Regions from separate parts of the Mus musculus genome. Here all the other regions are linked to region 1. Evidence: chromatin contacts called from public HiChIP or PLAC-seq data. All regions are on one chromosome and are shown on one strand. Each heading gives the region's core, a stretch centred on a gene start, on an enhancer-like site or on the middle of the called end of the contact. The rest is flanking DNA. Distances are from core to core; before and after follow the strand shown. Region 1 holds the start of Cox19 (cytochrome c oxidase assembly protein 19). Region 2 holds the start of Micall2 (MICAL-like 2). Region 3 has its middle 40 kb from the start of Gm30206.

The links. HiChIP or PLAC-seq counts read pairs in DNA pulled down with a chosen protein or histone mark.
Region 2: an H3K4me3 HiChIP or PLAC-seq map of neural tube shows a contact between it and region 1, with 4 times the contacts expected there. The contact joins the promoter of Micall2 here to the promoter of Cox19 in region 1. A contact is called at or near these places in 15 of 39 promoter capture datasets (the 3T3-L1 cell line, 3T3-L1-derived adipocytes, the HPC-7 cell line and 10 more), 2 of 15 datasets of contacts at CTCF or cohesin (embryonic stem cells and large pre-B cells), 16 of 484 Hi-C or Micro-C datasets (the G1E-ER4 cell line, LSK cells, cerebellar granule neurons and 5 more), 15 of 115 datasets of contacts at active chromatin or transcription factors (T-cell acute lymphoblastic leukemia, acute myeloid leukemia, astrocytes and 11 more) and 2 of 9 other capture datasets (adipose tissue and liver).
Region 3: a contact with region 1 is called in an H3K27ac HiChIP or PLAC-seq map of extraembryonic endoderm stem cells, with 3 times the contacts expected there. The contact joins the enhancer-like site here to the promoter of Cox19 in region 1. A contact is called at or near these places in 3 of 39 promoter capture datasets (hippocampal neurons, liver and pre-B cells), 1 of 15 datasets of contacts at CTCF or cohesin (large pre-B cells), 20 of 484 Hi-C or Micro-C datasets (B cells, the Ba/F3 cell line, CD4 T cells and 12 more), 6 of 115 datasets of contacts at active chromatin or transcription factors (T-cell acute lymphoblastic leukemia, bone marrow-derived macrophages, embryonic stem cells and 3 more) and 1 of 9 other capture datasets (embryonic stem cells).

What each region holds. Positions count from the first base shown.
Region 1 is chr5:139,342,544-139,347,129 of GRCm38.p6, reverse strand. It overlaps Cox19 (cytochrome c oxidase assembly protein 19), which reads left to right and starts at 1,964. Exons shown (of 3, transcript NM_197980.1): 1 at 1,964-2,058; 2 at 4,456-4,567. The coding sequence starts at 1,977.
Region 2 is chr5:139,734,248-139,738,616 of GRCm38.p6, reverse strand. Micall2 (MICAL-like 2) reads left to right here and starts at 2,284. Exons shown (of 17, transcript NM_174850.3): 1 at 2,284-2,599. The coding sequence starts at 2,457.
Region 3 is chr5:138,863,084-138,867,727 of GRCm38.p6, reverse strand. It overlaps the pseudogene Gm31891. Among named protein-coding and RNA genes, the nearest start is that of Gm30206, 40 kb to the right of the region's middle. Within about 2 kb of position 2,672, at least 32 of the 459 cell types and tissues checked have an H3K27ac peak or open chromatin away from gene starts, as enhancers often do. A contact at or near this core is called in the G1E-ER4 cell line and extraembryonic endoderm stem cells, where this site is marked.

The DNA.
Region 1 (4,586 bases), core at 715-3,214:
CCTGGAGCCAGGCTGGCAGCCAGCAAGGCACCCCTTACAATGCTGGGATTAGAGGCCCATGCTACCCAGCCTGGCTTTTGGGGGTGGGGGTGGGAGGCTCTAGGGATTTGAACTCAGGTCCTCATGTTGCTATAGTGAGTGTCCTTGCCAGCTGAGTTCATCCCTCCAGGCCCCGTTTTGAGAGGTGATTGGAAGCAGACCTGGAATGGGCTTGCTGGAGGTCTGGCAGGGAGATGGTACTCCTCTGAAGGCAGCCTGTAGATCTGCTAAATCCAGCCTCCCAGACAGGAAGGCAGGATGGGATCCAGTGCCTGTGGAGGAGGGGAGTCCAGCAAGACAGGAGAGACTGAGTAGATCTGCCGGTCAAGCACCTCTCTGCAGCCCCTGGGAATTGTTTCTGCTTCTGCGTCAGTGATGTTGGGATTCATCAAGGGACTGTAGAGGAAGAGCTGGCCCCAAGGAGCTGCTAGGAGCCCACTGAGCCCATTCTGCTCACTGCCAGGGCCTGGTGTAGTGTAGAACATAGCATTCATGTGTGGCTGAGATGGAATGACGGCCAATGTCCTACACTGACAGCAGTGCAGGGTGGCAGGGTGCGAGTGCTCTTCTCTGTCCCCAAGCTGAAAAGCAGGGGTGCTGGGTATGGGTGTTATTGCCATAACAACAGCAAAGAGTCAGTAGAGTGCACCCCACTACCATAGAACAGTCCCCCCCAAATCCACCTGGCACAGTCCCAGCCCCCAGGACCTTTTGAAATAATGTTGTGGCAGATGTAAGCAGCAGAGGTTAAAATTGTTGGGATGAGCTGAGCATGGTGGAGCACAACTTGAATCCCAGCACTTGGGAGGCAGAGGCAGGTGGATCTCTGAGTTCAAGGCCAGCCTGGTTTACAGAGTTCCAGGACAGCCAGAGCTACAGAGAAACCCTGTCTCAAAAGAAAGAGAGAGAGAGAGAGAGAGAGAGAGAGAGAGAGAGAGAGAGAGAGAGAGAGAAAGAGGGAAAGAGGGAAAGAGGGAGAGAGAAAAAGAGAAAGGGAAGAAGGGAGGAAGGAAAGAAAGAAAAAAGAAAATCAGACAGCAAAGAAGGAAGGAAGGAAGGAAGGAAGGAAGGAAGGAAGGAAGGAAGGAAAGAGAATTGATTGTTGGGATGGCCCTACCCCGGTGTGGCAATGTCATAAAAGGAATACTTGGATACAGAAACATGGGAGAATGTTCCCAGAAGTGGAGGCCCCGGAGGGAGATATCTAGCAGCCCAGAATTACCTAAAATTGACAGAACATCTCAGAGGCTGGGAGAGAACCTGGGCTCCCTGGAACAGACAGCAGGGACAGCAGGCCACAAGAGGGCTGATGACCAACACCTTAGGATCAGACTTCTGGTCTCTTGAACCACAGAAGATGCCCTTTGGGGAGATTTTCTTTTGTTTTGTGGGACTGGCTACATAGCCCAGGTTTGCTGAAAACTCAGGCAATCCTTCTGCCTCAGCCCCCTAAGCGCTGTCTACAGGTGTGAGGGACTGCACCCTGCTTTATTTTCTGTTTGTAAAACCCGTTTGTATCACTGTGTCACGGCACTGGCAGTAAGCTAGCCACCCCTCCTTTAGTGTGCTTCTTTCCCTCTGAGTAGATGGGAAACTCAGTCCCTGGAAGACAGATGGGTGGGATGAAGATCCCGGGGCACAGACTGGTGTCCTCGGGCAAATGGCTGCATCTTTCTGTCCTTATTTGCTAATCAGTACCAAAAGATGACTGCCAGGCTTCTTTCTGCTTCTCAGAGGGCTGGAAACCAAGGGCAGATCCTTTCGCAACACGGCAGGGGCGGGGCTAGATAGGTGAGGCGGGGCTTGGTGGGTGGAGCCTGGGTGGACTCGGGGTGGGGCCAGTCGTCCGCTCGACTAGCTCGACGCTTCCTGGACCCGCTCGGTGTTCAGCCATCTGCCCTGCGTCGCCGTCGCTCTCCGCTCTGGATTTCGCCGTGATGTCGACCGCAATGAACTTCGGGACCAAAAGCTTCCAGCCGCGGCCCCCAGACAAAGGCAGCTTCCCGCTGGACCACTTCGGTGAGGCGAGGCGAGGCACAGGCTGATGGCGGCCTGGGATCGGGTGGCAGAGTTAGGAATACTGAATCTGGGTGGCAGCGTCTCGGGTGCTGAGTCTGAGTGGTAGGGAGTGCTGTTTCTCGGTGACAGGATCAGGGGTATTGGAAGTAGGTGGCAGGATCTGGGATACTGGTTCTAGATGGCAGGGTCAGGGGTACTGGGGTACTGGGTTTGGGTGACAGAGTTATGGGTGCAGGATATCTGGGTGGCAGGGTCAGGGGTACTGGATCTGGGTTCAGGGTCTGGGCTGCTGGGTCTGGGTGGCAGAGACTGGAGTGTTGTCTCTTTGCTATAGATGGCAGGTTTGGGGGCACTGGGTTTGGATGGCAGGGCCTGGGGTTGTAGATCTGGGTGGCAGAGCCTAAGGTACTAGATTTGAGTGGCCGGGTCAGAGTTGCTGGATTTAGGTGTAATGTCTGAAGAGTTAGATGTTGGATGTGACAGGGCCTAGGGTGCTGGATCGAAGGTCTGAGAGCCAAAGTGAAGGAGCTGAATATGAGGGACAGTGTGTGGGGTTATAGACCTGGGTGGCATTGTCATGTGTGTTGATGACAGGATGCTAGAAATGGTGGGTGGGGTCTGAGGTACTGGACCCTGGATGCAGAGCAGTTAATATTACAGGTCCTTCCCGGGTAGTGGGGCTGGGCGTGCTCAGAGCACTGTGGGGGTGCAGTCAGAGAAACTGAGTCTTGAGGGCCCCTATTTCAGAGGGCCACATGTCATGGCTCTCCAAGTAAGACTTGGGGCTAATGTGATAGGATGGTGACAGGCCTCCTGGAACGGAGCTTGATGTTAGGCCCCCTGGCGGCAGCTCAGCTCAGCGCAGGACATACCCACCCTCCCCTAGCTCCAGGCTCTGGGTCTGCCGTGAACATTAGGCAAGGAAATATTTTCAAAAAGCTTTTTGATATCTAACACTGGGGCTGAAAGCCCGGGTTTGGCACATGCTAGGCGAGTGTTCACCTCTGAGCCACGCCTCCAGCCTGGAGGATTTCTAGTCACCGTTCTGAAGTCTGCAGTTAACAGGCCTTTTGGGAAACTGGAACATGGGAAAGAAAAAAAACAAACAAACTGGGAGAGAGTTGGAGATTCAGATTACAGAGGCCGAGCTGGTGCCTGGCACGCACAGGAACCTGAGTCCAGTCCTCAGCACTACAATAATTAAAAAAAGAAAAGACTGCCCTGCCTACCACCAGCACATAGGACATCCCCCCCCCCCCCACCTACCACCAGCACACAGACCTCCCCACAAGTCCTACCACCAGCACACAGCCCTGAGAGATGCAGCAGCCCTCAGCCCTCGTGTTAGTGTAGAAACGGCAGCTGTTAGTGTAGATTAGACGCTTCGGTGAACTGCTGTAGAGACTCCAGCTCCAGGGACAGCTTTAGAGATTACTGGTTTTTTGGGTTTTTTTTTTGGGGGGGGGGGTTCCGAGACAGGGTTTCTCTGTGTAGCCCTGGCTGTCCTGGAACTCACTCTGTAGACCAGGCTGTCCTCGAACTCAGAAATCCGCCTGCCTCTGTATTTTTTAAGTTATGCTTATTTATTTAGTGTGTTTGGGGATATGCCATGACACGTATATAGTCAGAGGACAAACTGTGGAAAACTGGGATCTCTCCACCCCCACGTGTGTCCCAGAGATCAAACTTAGGTTGTCAGCCTTGGTGGCAAGCGTGTTTACCCACTGAGCCATCTCACTATTTTTAGATTATGATTTCATTGCCAACATTTCATTGGGAAATTTTCCATTTAAAATTTTTATTTCAATTCGTTATTGATTCTTCATTTTTTTTTCAAAGGCAGGGTCTCACTATGTAGTCCTGGCTGTCCTGGAACTCGCTGCGTAGACCAGGCTGGACTCAAATGTACAAAGATCCACCGGCCTCTGCCTCCTGAATGCTAGAATTAAAGGTGTGTGCCAATATGACCGGCTTTATTATAATTTTTTTAAGTTTATGTGTATGTGTGTGCATCTGAGTTTGTATATACACCATTTGTATGCAGGCACCCTTGGTGGCCAGAAGCAGGTTTTTGATAGCCTGGAGCTGAAGTTACAGGCATTTGTTAGCTGCTCAATGTGTGTATCAGGAACCAAACTCAGGTCTCTGTCAGAGCAGCCAGTGTTCATAGCCAGTAAGCCATCTCCCCAGCTTCTTTCAGCCCTTTTGTTTTGAAGTACAGGGATTTGAACCCAGGGGACTATATGCCAAACATACACATTACCTCAGAGCCACACCCACAGCCTCACAAAGGGAACGAATTTTGATGGAAACCCTAGTGCTGCTCCTAAAGTCAGCGTGTGAGCGGGTCAGGCCTTCTCTTTAACTAATAGAATGCTGGCTTTCTTCTTTCCCTAGGTGAATGTAAAAGCTTTAAAGAAAAATTCATGAGGTGTCTCCGTGACAAGAACTATGAAAATGCTTTGTGCAGAAATGAATCTAAAGAGTATTTAATGTGCAGGATGCAAAGGTGAGTTCTATTTGTGTGT
Region 2 (4,369 bases), core at 1,035-3,534, 390 kb before region 1:
GCAAGGTGGACTATGGTGGACTAAGCCCCCGGGGGAGCATGTGGGAAGGCTCACAGTGGTGGGCAGATTGAGGTGTTCCCGTTTGGGGGACTCTAGAAAGGCAGGCTCTATGAGGTGCTGGTGGTGACATGATTAGTGGCCCCAGGGGACTGTCACGAATACTGTCCTCAAGCTCCCGAGGTGGCAGGAGCTAAGGGTGGGGAGTCTGAAGAGGCTGGTCACATGATGACCCTGGAGCTGACATTAGAACTCAGACCCTGGCATGGCCCTCCCTCCGTTTGCACACCCTTTCTCCCCACGTCTTGGCAGTTACCTTCCTTACCAGCTTTTCCGGTTCTTGTAATTGCTGCCCAGAGGGTCAGGAAAACCTGGTTCCGGGACCAGGCTCTAGCTGAATGGGGTGTGATACTGCACTTTGTCCTCCTGGCGAGAACCCTCGGGCAGGTCAGCTGCTTCCACTGGGCAAGGGTTGGGGCTATAATCCCAGGGGCAGTCTTGTGCCCTCCAGAGTTGGGATGAGGATCTTGCTGCCCACCTACCAGCCCCACACCTGCTGCCTGTACCCAGGTGCCTCCTTGATGCCAGCCCACAGCTTGGGCACGGAAAACCTGTTTTCACTCCTGGTAGAGACGGCACCTGGCTCCAAGCCAGATGCCATTTTGGGGAAAACACCTACCTTCCTAAAGATCCTGCCTAGACAAGCTCTGGGGCCCAGCTGGGAAGGGCCGGTTCACACTGTTGCTGTCATAGTCCGGTCCATCTGATGACATATAGATTCCTGAGGGTGCGGAGAAACAAAGCTGGGCAGAGGTGGCGCACACCTTTAATTCCAGCACTTGAGGAAGAAGCAGGTGGTTCTCTGTGAGTTCGAGGCCAGCCTGGTCTACAGAGTGAGTTCCAGGATAGCCAGGGCTACACAGAGAAATTCTGTCTCAGAAACAAAACAAAACAACAAAAGAACATTCAGGGCAGCCCCTGGCTCTAACTGAGGACCTGGGAGAGGTACTTTCCTTAATCACCCCTGGCATCCTCAGAGACTTGAAAGAGGCTAAGAGTCTCCTGTCTCAAGACCCCTGGAGCGTGCCCCCTCAGCCTTCCTTTCCTCCTCTGTGAATGTAGAGCGGTTATTCTGGCTGGCTTGGCACCCTTGAGGGTGAAGGGAAAGCAGACAGTATTTTAAAGTTTGAGACAGGGTCTCAGGTCGCCCATGTCAGCCTTGCACCCCATATGTATCCTGGGATAAGCTTGGATTTCTGATCTTCCAGCTTCTCCCCGCTGAGGGCTGGGATTCCAGGTGTGTGCCATCACGACCAGTATCTGTCTGATGGGAAAGCACACTACTCAGCAAGGTCCACCCCAGCTTCCAACCAGACAGCTTTGTAGACCCTGAAAAGGGACACTCCTCAGAGGTTGCATCTACCCTAGCCTCTGTTTTCCCATTTGTCAACAGGCTGCCAACTCTAGAGGCTGAGGCAGGAGGATGAGTTAGGCAGACTAGGCAGCTTGGCCTCAACTTTAAAAAATAAAATAAAATAAAAGAACGCTGTTGCGGGTTTGGACTGGAGAGATGGGTCAGTCGTTAAGAGCATTTGCTGCTCTTCCAGAAGTCCTGGGGTTTAGTTTCCAGCACCCACATGGCAGCACAACCCGCTCCAACTCCGATTCTAGAAGAGCAGGGGCCTTCTTCAGGTCTCCCGGGCTACCAGACACACAAGGGGTGCAGATACACTTTCAGACCAAAGCCCATATGCATAAGATAGAATTAAAAGTAAGAAAGAAAACCGTAGCTGGGAGTGTAGCTCAGCTGGTGGTATGCTTGCCTGGCATGCAGGAAGCCTCAGGGTCCATACCCAGCACTGCACAAACCAGGCATGGTGTGGGGCACAAGCCTGTAATCCGAGAGCAGTAAAGGAGGTGGAGGCTGGGGAATCTGAAACACAAGGTCATCTTTGCTTTTATAATAAGCTAGAGGCCAATGCGAGCTACATTGGTCCCGGTCTCAAGGAAAACAAAAAAAGAAAACCCCGACGCCTCTGCTGGGAGTTATGGCTAAAGGCCAAGGCGGGAGCCAACGCCCAGAGTACCGGGCCCCTATTCTTCAAGTCCCAGGAAAGAGGGGGCGTGGTCTTATGTGGGCGTGCCCTTTGTGGGGCGTGGGTGTGGCCTGACCAAACTGGGGCGGTGCGGCCGGAACAAGGAGCCTGTGTGGAGCTTGGAGCTGGTGAGCCAGGCCTTCAAGAGGCGTGATCTTGTGGGGGCGGGTCTGAAGAGGCGGGGCCTCTAGGGGGCGGGGCCGGCGGCCTCGCAGGCGTCAAGAGTGTGTGGGGCGCCGGTCTCCCGGTGTTCTCTTCTTCCAGCCCGGCTGGTGGTCGGCGGGTCCGGGCCTCCTGCGCGTCTCGGGCCCAAGAGGGGCCTGTAGCCAGCTCCTCGAGCCGCCAGCCCGTCCTGCCGCCCATATGGCCGCCATAAAGGCCCTGCAAGAATGGTGCCGGCAGCAGTGCGAGGGCTACCGGGACGTGAGCATCACCAACATGACCACCTCGTTCCGCGATGGCCTGGCCTTCTGCGCTATCTTGCACCGACACCGGCCTGACCTTATGTGAGTGCTCTTTAACCCCTCTGTCGGGCTCTGATGTGCCGCTGCAAACGGGAAACTGAGGCCACGCCTGCCTTGGGATCCGGGTCGGAGGTTTCAGACACACCCCTCTCAGATGGGCCACCCGGGGTAGAGCAGAGACCTGCAGGTACAGCCTATTTGGTGGTCTCCAAGGCTGTGGCAGTCAAGTAGCCTCTGTGCAGGCCACCAAGTGCAGCTGGGCCAGGGGCCAGGACATGGGCTGTCCAGCCGGCTTAGTCAGTGGTGACTCAGGGCAGCGTCCGCCTTCCCCGAGCTCCCTGAGAAAGGGCAAAGGAACAGCTCCTGGGGGTCTGAGGTCTGGCCCCAAGATCAGGGCCATTTGAGGCTTCTAGTGGGATTACTGCCCCTCCTCTAATTTGTCTAGGCATCTTTGGGAAAGCAATCAAAGAGGGAAGCGCAAGCCTTTTAGCACCTTAGAATGACAGGAGACAATGGAGTCTGGGCCATCATCCTTGGAAGTTGTAGGAGAGGACAGGGATTGGGTCTAAAGCCTTCTATAGAAGAAGAGTCTTGGCATAGGAAGTTGGGAAGCAAGCCAGCTCTGTCTTGTTGAAGGACCTTGGCCCACAACTCAAACTGTTCTATCAGTTATTCACTTAGCAAACACTTAGGCAGACTCTGTTACAGGGACCTAAGTTAGTCTGGTGACCAGAGTCCTGAAATGGGACAAGATCACCTACAGCCCATGCCCTTCAGAGGAAAGCATTCTCCTGTACATGGTACATAAATGCAGAGTTGGCTGGTCTGGGAGTGTTTCCCAGGGAGGTCTTAGGGCTGAGTGAGGCTCCAGGCAGCACCTGTGGAGCCCACCTCAGCCAGCCTTCTTGCTGTGCAGATGGGGAAACTGAGGCTCCGAAAAGGAAAAACAAACAAATATTGTTCGTGTTACACAATGTGTCAGGAAGAGCCAGGCCTGGTGCTATCAGACTCCCTTGTGCCAAGCTTTGCTCTGCTCAGGAAGCCGGAATCTTGAGCAAGAAGTAGGCTTCTGCCCTGTGGTTATGAATTCCCCACCCCAACCCCCGAGCTGCTTGGGAGGGCCCCATGGCATGAGCCTCAGTCACTCTCAGGGAGATGGATGGTGTGAGCTCAGTGGGGCATCAGTCATGTGGAAACCAGGAAGCTGAGCTTCGATGGATGCTGGGCCAAGGATGTAGACCTTGGAAAATGGACTTGGGATGAGAACGTGGGTAGTCAGGTTTCTTCCGGTGGTGCAGGGGGAGTCTGGATGATGATGCAGAGTGGGGAGCTCAGATGAGAACTATGTGACGAGTTCTCAAGTGGAGGAGACGATGATGTTGGATTTTGGCTGGATTAGCCTCAGCTGGTAATTGGACAGGGACAGGGCCTTTGCAGACATGGGGTTTCCTCTGCTCCGAAGCAGGGACTATGTGTGCTCATGGCCTGACATGTAGTCCCCACAGAGGAGGAGAGGTGTACACGAAGAGATATATGTTTATTTATACTTGTATGTTTACTTGTGTGTGCATGTATATGCTGGCACAGGCAAGTGTTAAAGATTTGCTCACTTATCTAATGAGTGCCTACTGTATACAGCATAAGGTCATCTAGTGCAGGGAGCAACTTCTGGTCTCAGAGACAGAAGTTCAAGGTAATGACAGGGAACAGGGAACCAAGAGTTGGTGACAGGAAGGAGGCTGGACGAAGAGGTGCCTGCTCAGTTCACTCTGGGAGGGTTATCTCACACTGCTGACTTCCTTGCGGTCTCCC
Region 3 (4,644 bases), core at 1,423-3,922, 480 kb after region 1:
AATCAAGTCAAGACAAGGTGGGAGGTGGAAATCAATAACAGAAAATGGTAGTCTTTTATATAGTTCTTATTTGATATTATCCACACCAAAAAAGGACAAGTTGAACTCAGGCTAATGGAAGACAAACTTTTCTCTGGGTGGTAAAGCAATTAACTGTGCACAATTTTACCAGGAAAACTAGGGGTTGGTGACTACAAAATAAAGATGTGAATGAGCGAAGGGGACAGAGTGAATCATGCCCTTGGTCCCTGGAGGTCCCCAGTATGAGAATAATCATGAAAACTGATCCCAGCCAGAGAGGCAATCAGAAATTTAATCATAGCCAGAGGAGTCAAAGACACTATAAGAAGACTAACCTGGGCTCATGGGGGCTCACAGAGCCTGAATCTAACTAACCAAAGAACATGCCTGGCCTGGACCTAGACCCCTGTCTTAGTTAGGGTTTTAGTGCTGTGAACAGACACCATGACCAAGGCAACTCTTATAAAGGACAACATTTAATTGGGGCTGTCTTACAGTTTCAGAGTTTCAGTCCATTATCATCAAGGCGGGAGCATAGCAGCGTCCAGGCGGGCATGGGACAGGAGAAGCTGAGAGTTCTACATCTTCATCAGAAAGGTGCTAGCAGAATACTAGCTTCCAGGCAGCTAGGATGAGAGTCTTAAAGCCCACACCCACAGTGACACACCTACTCCAACAGGGCCACACCTTCTAATAGTTCCACTTCCTAGGTAGAGCATATACAAACCATCGGCTGCACACCTGCTACCTATGTATAGGGGAGCCGTGATGGTTTATGGGTCCTCTAACAATTGGAGCAGGAGCGGACTCTGGTCCTGTTGCCTGCCTTTGGGACTCCTTTTCTTAGCTGGGCTGCCTCATCTGGCCTCAATAGGAGAGCCAGATACACTTTAGTCCTCCTGCAACTTAATGTGCCAGGGTGGGTTGGCACCCATGGTGGGGGTGTGTGCCCTTCTCTGAGGAGAAAAGGAGGAGAGGATGGAAGAAGGGGAATGTGAGAGTGGAACTGAGAGGCGAGGAGGGAGGGGGGCTGTGATTGGGATAGTAAATAAATAAACAAACAAACAAATAAATAAGTTTAATCTCAGCACTCGGGAGGCAGAGGCCTGTCTGGTCTACATAGTGAATCCCATGCCAGTTAGGGCTACATAGTGAGATCTTGTTTTGTGGAGAGGAGGCACAGAAAATAACTTCATCATGAAATTAAAATGAAAGAGTAATTATCCCTGTGAACTTAAGTTTCCTTCAAATGAAAAACAAATTAACTGAGACGCATTTAACTTCACGGTTAGACAGCTAACCCAGGATGGCTTCTGCGGGGTGAAAAGAGTTTCTTAGGGCAGCAATACATACACACATGTTTACACACAGACATATGTTCATAAATACACCTGTGTGTAGGCAAATGTGTGTGTGGGATGCAGATGTGTACACAACACATATATGTATGCATATGCAAGTGTACAAACGCACTGATGTATACAAGCACACATGTGTATGTATGCAGATAACATGTGTATGGACACAGACATGTACACAAGCAAGTGTACATGTGTGTGTGCATATAGGTATATGTATGTGAAAGCATAGATATGGGCATAGCACACACATGTGTTCATTCAGACACATGTGCATAAGCACACATACACGCACACAGATGCATGTGAAAGCACATACTCACAGTCTCCAGGAGCGACAAGGCTCTGCCTCTTGCTGGTTTTGCTTCTCTCATGGAGAGCCTGGTCCCACCCTTGCTGCCCTGTGACCTTGTGCCTTGTTTAGGTGGAAAGGAATTTCTACATCGTTATCAGTGTTCCCAGCTTCCCTCTGTTGAGTCTGGTCAGCCATACCCCTATCTCCCCAGAAATCTGTCTATTTCATCTCAAACAGCAGTTGCATCAGGGTAGACCACAGGCACCGCATGTCCAGAGCTAGTCTTCACAGCTGCTCTACAAAGTGCCTCTCAACTCCCTGTAGCCCTGGTGCCCCTCACCAGGCAGGAACCTCTGCCCTCCTGGATCCTGTCAGCTGTCCCTCAGTTCTTCTCTCTGAAGACTCTACCGACTCAGTTTCCTAGGACAGAGGGAAGCCTCTCTCCTGCTCTCCCCTGCTCCTGAGAAGGTACTGCCCTCACTCTGGGCTTTAGTCATTCAAGCCTGGGCAGGGGACCAGATCGAGACTGCCAGCTGTAGCCTGCTGCCTGGCTTTTGGCACAGGCTGCACACCTCTGATGGCTGCTGGAGGTTTTGGGGATGGCATCACATGACTTTGGATCTCCCAGGATTCAGAAAGCCCCAGTGGCATGGTAGCTTCTTTGGCGAGGACAGGTCAAGAACAGCTGCTATCCAGGGCAAACCTACAGCACCATTCTTCAACTTTGGATGATGCTACCAAGTCAATCAGTTTGTGTCTTCCTTACCTGGGTGGGCTGCCCCGTAACCACACAGAGAGGGTAGGCCTTAGGACTTAGAGCAGTGTTCTTTGTGCAGTGGAGTTGCCAGCTATGAGCGTGCAGGGCAGGGGTATTTCTGTTTCAGGAGCCAGCACAGGGCCAGGGTTTGAGGACCACATGGGGCTGGTAGGTGGAGCCTCCTTTCCTCCTCCAAATAAAGGCCCGCTCTCCTCACCCTGGGCTGAGCAGTAATGATTAACGTGGCTGGCTCTGTTCTCTTTGTTTCTGCTGGGCTGGGACTGTGGATGCGGGAAGTAGGGGACACACAGTCTCTCCCTGCTGCGCATGAATGCTGGGTTTATCTTCTCTTCAGGCTTCTCTGGTTTCAGCGCCTTATTTGTTCTGACATAGATGGGCTTTATCTCCAGTTCCTAATGGCCAATGGAACCCCAGATAGTTCCTCAGAGGCTCTGGCCCACTGTAGGTGTGCTGATGGGATTGACCATGCTGGGTCTCTGAGGAAGACACAGCCCACAAGGGTCCTTGTCTGTGTGACTCTGTCCGTTGTTTGTGCTCAAGGGAGGCAAGCAGACAGAGCAGAGCAAGAAAGCCTCCCTTAGCAAGGGGTGGAGGCCTTGGGGATAAAGACCTTTCAGAAAACCTTTGTACTGGGCACTCATCTGTGGTCATACTGGGTGCTCACCTGTGCTCATACTGGGTGCTCACCTGTGGTCATCCTGGATACTCATTCATTCACCTGGGACAAGTTGGTTCAGCAATTGCTAAACCATATTCAGTTGCTGCATAGGCTCTAGATGGTGGGGCCTGCTATTTTTCCTGAAAGAAATTTCTAGAAAGTACTTCCTCATACCCCTTTCTTTTTTGCTGGTCTCTGATCCAAGCCTCAGTAAGTTGGACATGTGCCCTGGTTTAGCTCTGGACAGAGTGGATGGAGCCCCAGGGCCTCTGGGGGCTGCAAGCTGGAGCTGCATCTGCCTGCCCATCTTGCCTTGTGTTTCCTCCCTGAGTCCCTACTGCTGTGCCCTAGTCTTCCCCCATACTCCCCCCAGGTCCCCCCACCCCCTGTCAGATTACTAGGCCTCCAGAAGCCTAAAGCCAGGGAACAATATGGCATAACCTGGCAGGTGTCACTGGAAGTCTGATTAGATTTTCTGCACAGCTGAGAATGTAAATATTGGTGAGAGTCGGAAGACCAAGTCATCTCTGGCAAGATATTACGTCATTCCAACACCTGCTCTGGACAGAGCTCTAAGGGCATGTGACCCACCTCATGGCTGGCATTGCCACAAGAAGCTGATAGGTGTTGCCATGAGGGACACAGTGTATGACCAGCTGCGTGTTTGCAGAGCTGGCAATACCGGCCACTAGGTCCCAGCATGGGACTCAGCAGGCCCAGCTGTCTCTGCCTGGACACTGGGCCAAACAGTGAGTTCTCTGGGCCCCCGGAACTTATCTTGAGTCAATAGAGACTCTGGGCAGCCACAGAGGCTGTTGACCAGGCCAGCAGACAAGAGTGGCATTCAGGTCCCTAGCTGGTTTCCAGTGAGCTCAGCTGCTCCACAGCTGGGGCCAGGGACGGCCTGCACCCCACCCGCCTGCTGGGCCTGTTTTCCTGCTGGTAAACAAGGAGCCTGGGAAGGGTCAGAGCTCTGGGCATCAGTGGAGCAAGGTCTTTATTATGTATAGCTACAGGCACCTGGGGGGAGGAAGCTGTGGTAGAACACAGAAATAGCCACACCATGGCACCTGTGGGAGGACAGTGGGCAGATTACCCTTTGAAGCAGGAACCATAGTGTAGTGACCAAGTCCTGCTCTGGGGGCTAGGGTTCTTCAAGATATCATTTGATGACTGAAAAAGTTGAGGAGGGGTCACTAGAACAGGCAAGAGCAAAGAGGATGTTCCCCTGAACCCTGAGGACTCACAACAAACCCCATACTGCCCTGTCCAAGCTTGTTGTAGGTCAGTAGGTAGAAGCGGGTCTCATTTCCTTGGGCAACCTTGAGTCTATGACAAAGCTGAGGACACACAATGAGGACCTATCAGACAGTCTGTCTGTTTATCTGGCCACACTGACCAGAGCCTTTCCAGATTGGGGAGTTATAGGAATGTCCTAGGGTCTCTTCTGACAGCTATGCAGTACCCAGGCAGAACCCACATGTCTCCTTTCTCTTCAGCCCTGAACTATTGGGCTGACATGCTGGGGGAAGGG